2 separate regions of the Mus musculus genome follow, and region 1 is linked to region 2. The links are chromatin contacts, called in public Hi-C maps. All regions are on one chromosome and are shown on one strand. Each heading gives the region's core, a stretch centred on a gene start, on an enhancer-like site or on the middle of the called end of the contact. The rest is flanking DNA. Distances are from core to core; before and after follow the strand shown. Region 1 has its middle 41 kb from the start of Gm32576. Region 2 overlaps Klhl29 (kelch-like 29).

What was found. Hi-C and Micro-C count contacts between places; a contact is called where the count stands out from the background.
Region 1: a contact with region 2 is called in a Hi-C map of cerebellum, with 2.7 times the contacts expected there. The contact joins two enhancer-like sites. A contact is called at or near these places in 2 of 484 Hi-C or Micro-C datasets (cerebellar granule neurons and cerebellum).

The regions. Positions count from the first base shown.
Region 1 is chr12:5,995,614-5,998,313 of GRCm38.p6, forward strand. No RefSeq gene overlaps it. Among named protein-coding and RNA genes, the nearest start is that of Gm32576, 41 kb to the right of the region's middle. Within about 2 kb of position 1,303, at least 9 of the 459 cell types and tissues checked have an H3K27ac peak or open chromatin away from gene starts, as enhancers often do. A contact at or near this core is called in cerebellum, where this site is marked.
Region 2 is chr12:5,156,127-5,158,826 of GRCm38.p6, forward strand. The region is part of intron 3 of Klhl29 (kelch-like 29); the gene reads right to left. Among named protein-coding and RNA genes, the nearest start is that of Gm51980, 120 kb to the right of the region's middle. Within about 2 kb of position 1,330, at least 22 of the 459 cell types and tissues checked have an H3K27ac peak or open chromatin away from gene starts, as enhancers often do. A contact at or near this core is called in cerebellum, where this site is marked.

The sequences.
Region 1 (2,700 bases), core at 53-2,552, 840 kb after region 2:
ATATAGAACATTAGGTAAGAAGTTTTAAACATCTATTTATGTATGTGTAAATGGAAGAAAAGGTATTTAATGGCTTAGGAAATGTTCTAAGTTTTTTCTAATATATATTGAATGGTTTTATAACAGAAAAGCAAATGTTATTGAAAATAGATTCATTTTAAGTCTTTACAAATTTATATTTTTCTACTAGTTATCAGCACAAAAAATATAATGCTTCTACCTAGTTATGTCTCCATGAAGTTTATGCACTGCTTATGGACTACAGCTTTACCCATTAGGCTGTGACAGTCCCCAGCGTTCTACCTGCTGTCATCCCTGTTTGCCTGGGTACTGCCTTCTCCAGCTGATGTTTTATTAATGATCTTGAAACTGAAGTACTGTGGGATGATGAGTGTTTAAAAAGACAACAACGAGGTTCTTGGGAGCCCCACTAGGAGCCAACTGTTCGGTTTCTGAGTCTTTGTCCGCTACAGTATGGATTTCCAAAGGACAGCCTTCCTCCAGTCAGTCCTGTGTGGGTCACTCTGCCTGCCAACAGAGTTTTTGAGAGGTGTGATTTGTCCTTGATAAAAAAATTGGTTGATTTTACTCCAAACATGTTTAAATTGCATTGTGGTTGAAATTTTGGGGAAAATGATTAAAATTTCATAATACTCTTACTTTATTAATATTTTTAATAAGGGAGAATGGTTATTTAAGCTATGACAATCTAGCCGCCTAGTTTGCTGAAGTTAAATTACCCATCATCAATGTGTTAAATTTTATAAAATTAAAATGCTGTTGAGGATCTTTTTCTTTCTTTTGACTTACATGCAGGGATACTCATGCCTCTTGTTTTTGTTAGATTTTTTTTGTTTTTTTGTTTTTTTTGTTTTTTTGTTTTTTTGTTTTTTTTGTTTTTTTTTTTTAAGGCAGAAAAAGATAGTGTGTGTTCAAAGACACACACACACTAAGTACTAGAAAGAAATAGAAAACAAAAAGATTGTTAAAGAGTCAGTGACTGCTTGCTTGCTTCTGTACGATAACAACCAGGGCAGTTTTCAAAGAAATGCTCATCTTGGGAGTCACCGAGGCATACTTGGTGACAAAATGATGAAACAAAATCATTTTTAGCATCCAAAGAGGTCACACGGTTTTTAGGCAGCTGTTGTCCTTTGAAATGGAGAGCAAAGACCTGAAGTTCTATCTCTCTGGCTGTCACACATTTAGTTTCTGTCTAGTTACCATGGTTTTGACAGAGCTGTAGTAGGCGGAGCAATGACAGGAGCAAAGTGGGTCACAGCAGGAGCAGGTTGTGCACTACACCCCCGTGTGCTCAGGGAAGTGGATGATCACTTCTCATTTTCTCAGATGAAGCCATGGAGAACTTAGGGTGATTTGATGGCTTACAGGAGAACACACACGTCGTTTTCAGACTCTGAGAATAGAATCCAGACTTTCAAATTCTGCATACTGTACCACTCCAGGTTAGCTTTATTAGGCACGGTGTCCTGAAGCCACCTTAAACTCTTTATTACTATTGCAAAACTTTCTTTAAGGACTTCCAAAAACATGGTTTTATCCTGTTGTCTCTTTTTCTAAGCATCTGCAAACAATCAACACCTCTAAAATAAAATTCACCTGAAATAGAAAGGCCTTCCAGTAAGACAAAATCATAAAGCGCACACCTGGCACACTTAAACTCTGTTTTGATGGCTTTCAGTTGGCCACTATACACTAGGCATATCTGACATGTTATAGACGACCCCATAGTCACCTCCAGGCTCTGAGATGTACCTTTTTTGAAGATTTACATCAGGCAGTTTATGCTGATGTGATTTACTGGAAAAGAATCGACATGAATGGCCAAATCTGAGAAGTAACCCAGCAATTTTTAAAAATGTGCTTTGCCCACCCACCTTGAAATGATGAGCTTCATCGACATAAGTGCCTGTGCTGTGCCATCAGGCTTGGCAGAGATCTAATTGGATGGCTTCTAATCCAGACCTCTCAAGCTTCTCATCGCCTGACTCTGCTCAAGACTTCCGATTGATTGGACAGTGATGGGTTATAAGGATTTTCTCGGAAAGTGTGTCCCTAGGCTTCCATACATCAATAGCAGAAGGAAAAGGCCTCAAAGAGTGTCATTCATTGTTCTTGAGAATTATACTCCCAGCTTCTCATAATGGATAGAAATGATTTCAGCATCTCTTTTGTTGCTTATCGACCAGTTCCATCTGTTGCTGTCCTCTAGTTTTTTTAGAATTGTCTTCTCCACTTTCCCCACCAGAAGTCCCTCTTCCTTCTCCCACTGTAATTATCTCCCCATTATTGATAATAAACTATCGAGGATATACACACTAATGGGGAACTTGATTTTTTTTATTTTATTTTTGCTTTGATTCATCAAACAAGTATTTACTGGGCCCATGTTATACACTGTTTCAGACACTGATGATGCATCAGTGAAGAGAGAGCACTCTTGAAGTGCATGCTCCTGGGGGGAAGGCAGACAGTGAGCAGAATAATTAGAAGGTCAGATTGTGATAAGTGCTATAGAGAGAAATAAGATGCCGTGGGAGTCGTGATGCGTGCGGGTGCCATTTTATTGTGAGCCATCAAGGAAGGTCTCAATTTTGAGAGGGTGCTTGATTAGAAACATGGAGAATATGAGGTGAAATGGATGTATATAAATGAGCTGGGGAGAGGGTTTCTGGCAGT
Region 2 (2,700 bases), core at 80-2,579:
ATGTTTGTCCCCCTGGGGCAGGAAGAGCCAGAAAATGTTGGCCTAAGAACTTTGATCTCAGTGCCCCAGCGATACACACACACTGTATAGGCAGTCATTATCAGAGCCCAGCAGTTGGGGTCACATGACTTCTTACTAGAAGTTGGGAATCACCTCAGTGGCATCCCCTTTAGAAACCGGGATTTAAATGTTTGGAATAAGCCCAGCCTGCTCACTCATCTTCATCGGGCTTTAGTACGAGCACTAAAGCGCCTTGCTATTATTCTTGGAGAGTTAACCTATAAGTCTACTGATGGCTATACTTACCTTAACAGAAATGTTGGCCCAGCCAGCTAGCAGCCACTGAATCTGAAAGCCACAGCCCTAGAATGACAAATACTTAGACACACACACACACACACACACACACACACACACACACACACACCCCTCAAGCATGCTAGCCTGCTTGGGCTGCAGGGGCCTGTAGCCTCACAGGGCAGGAGCAGTTGGCAGACACCTGGTCTGCCCCCAGAAACTTACCTTCTTCAACAGCTCCACAGATTCTCCCATGGCCGCTTTGAGTTTCCCTCCCTGATACTTTTTCCTAAATCAGCTTCCAATCTGACTCATTTCAGTTTTAAAACAAGAAAACATCAACAAACACTATGCAGGGAAACAGATGGTAACAATTACAGGAGGGAGAACACAGAGCTCGCTCCCTCTACCAGGGGCATGTGAACATATTTTTCCCCAGACAGTGGTTGTCTTTCCAGCTACTCCTGTGTAATTGGGGGCCACCTCTACTTCCAGGGTCAGGCCAGCACTACAGGGGTCACAAGGGTTACAAGGCACCTTGAAGCAAGTTCATTGGAAGCTTAGACCTGGCAGTTCTTTTGGGAGGGAAGGAAACCTGTTCCTGAACATTCTAGGCCATCATAACTGAATCTGGCACCCCATCACCAAAGGCCGAGAACAGGGGTGCTGGCTACATTCCCTGTACACTAGCCATGGCCAACCTTTTCTACCTCCTCATGACGCTATGTTACATATTAGGCCATGAGCTCCCGAGGGCATGGCTTATTCTCTCAGTTGGGGTGGCAGTTAAGAACTGGGCTCTGGAATGAGGCTGCTGGTCCAAGCCCAAGGGCTGTTGCCATTTATAAGTGGAGAGGACTGGGGTGAACTACTGCTGTGTGCCGTCCTTGCCTCACCCCTAAGATGTGCTATTTCAAGTCCCCCCCTTGCATGACTGTGAATTAATGTGTGCAGAAGAACCAACACCACACCCAGAGCCCAGTGGGTGCTGTGTGCTGAAGCTCTGATGGCAGCTACTCCCCTGTGCAGATGGCCAGCTTCATGTTTGGTGCTCAGTAAACAGGCCTAGGAGCTTGCCAAGTGGGGGACTGAGGAGGCAGCCTCCAGCTGGTCATGAAGGCAGGGGCGATGCACACTGATCAAAGCTGAGAAGATGAATCCTGGTGTTGGAGTTGGGGGCTGGAGGGTTGTGTCTGAGAGCATATGGCCGCTGTCCAGAGTCCTGAGTTAGGGTTCACCATGCTCCCTCCTATTCAATTTACCAAGTGCCCATCCTTTATGGTAAAGGTTGGATGAGGGCTTTCTTTTCCAGAGTGTCCAAAGGGCAGAGAATCAGCCAAGCAAACAAAGAAGTCCAAGGAGGCCCAGGGCTATGATTGGTCCCTGTCTGGCAGGTGTTGAGACGGGTTGTCAGGAATAAGGGTGTGGACAGAAGAACTAGAGATGGTGTGCCCCTCTGGGCAAGGATGCACAGTGCTTTTTTGGGGGAATCACAAAAGCAGGGCACAGTAATGAGGGGGCTTTCCCTATTCTTTCATTACATAACTGCTCAGGCGAAGATGTAATGCCTGAGTCTGTTTCCTCATAGGCACACTGAGAATTACAGTCAATTCCCACACAACCTGGTGAGACTCTGAAGGTTGTATCCCATCGATCCCTAGAACAGCCGAGGACTCACTGCAGGCTGCTGATGTACACGTGCCTTCTGGACCAGATTCTTTTGAACATCACTGTGTTCCTTGACACATTCTCACACCACCCTCATGCAGCAGGAATGACTTCCAACATGCCTGCGACCACAGATGTCTGCACATGTTCACACACAAGACTCCCCATGCACCTCAGCATGTGACATCTGACTCTGGCTTTCACCCTTGGTAGGCTCTCTGCCAAACTCCTAGCCTTGGGGGGGGGGGGATGCTGTGGCTACTCCAGAGGAGGATCATTCCAGGCTTGCTGAGAGTGTTAGACAGAAGCAAGTTGGGGCAGCTCCAGGATGCAAGGCTCTCTCCCTTCCTTACTCCATCCAGGGCTGCCCTACACCAGCATGCAAGAGAGGCACCACTGGCAGATCCTGCTGTTCATTTAAAAATGTGATGCTTCCATTTGCTATTGGGGGCTCAGCATCACATTTTCAGGGCGTCCATTTCCTGCCTGGAGGAGTCTGTCTCCTTCACAGTGGAGCTGAATGCTCCTCTCCCTCACCTCTCTTCATCCTCCCCTCCCCTCCTTTCCTTCCCCACTACTCTACCTCTTTATTTCATTTTCTCTCTCTGTGATGCTTTGTATTTGCCACTCAGGGAGTGGCACTATTAGAGGGTGTGGCTCTGTTGGAGTAGGCATGTCACTATGGGTGTGGGCTTTAAGGCCCTCATCCTAGCTGCCTGGAAGTCAGTCTTCTAC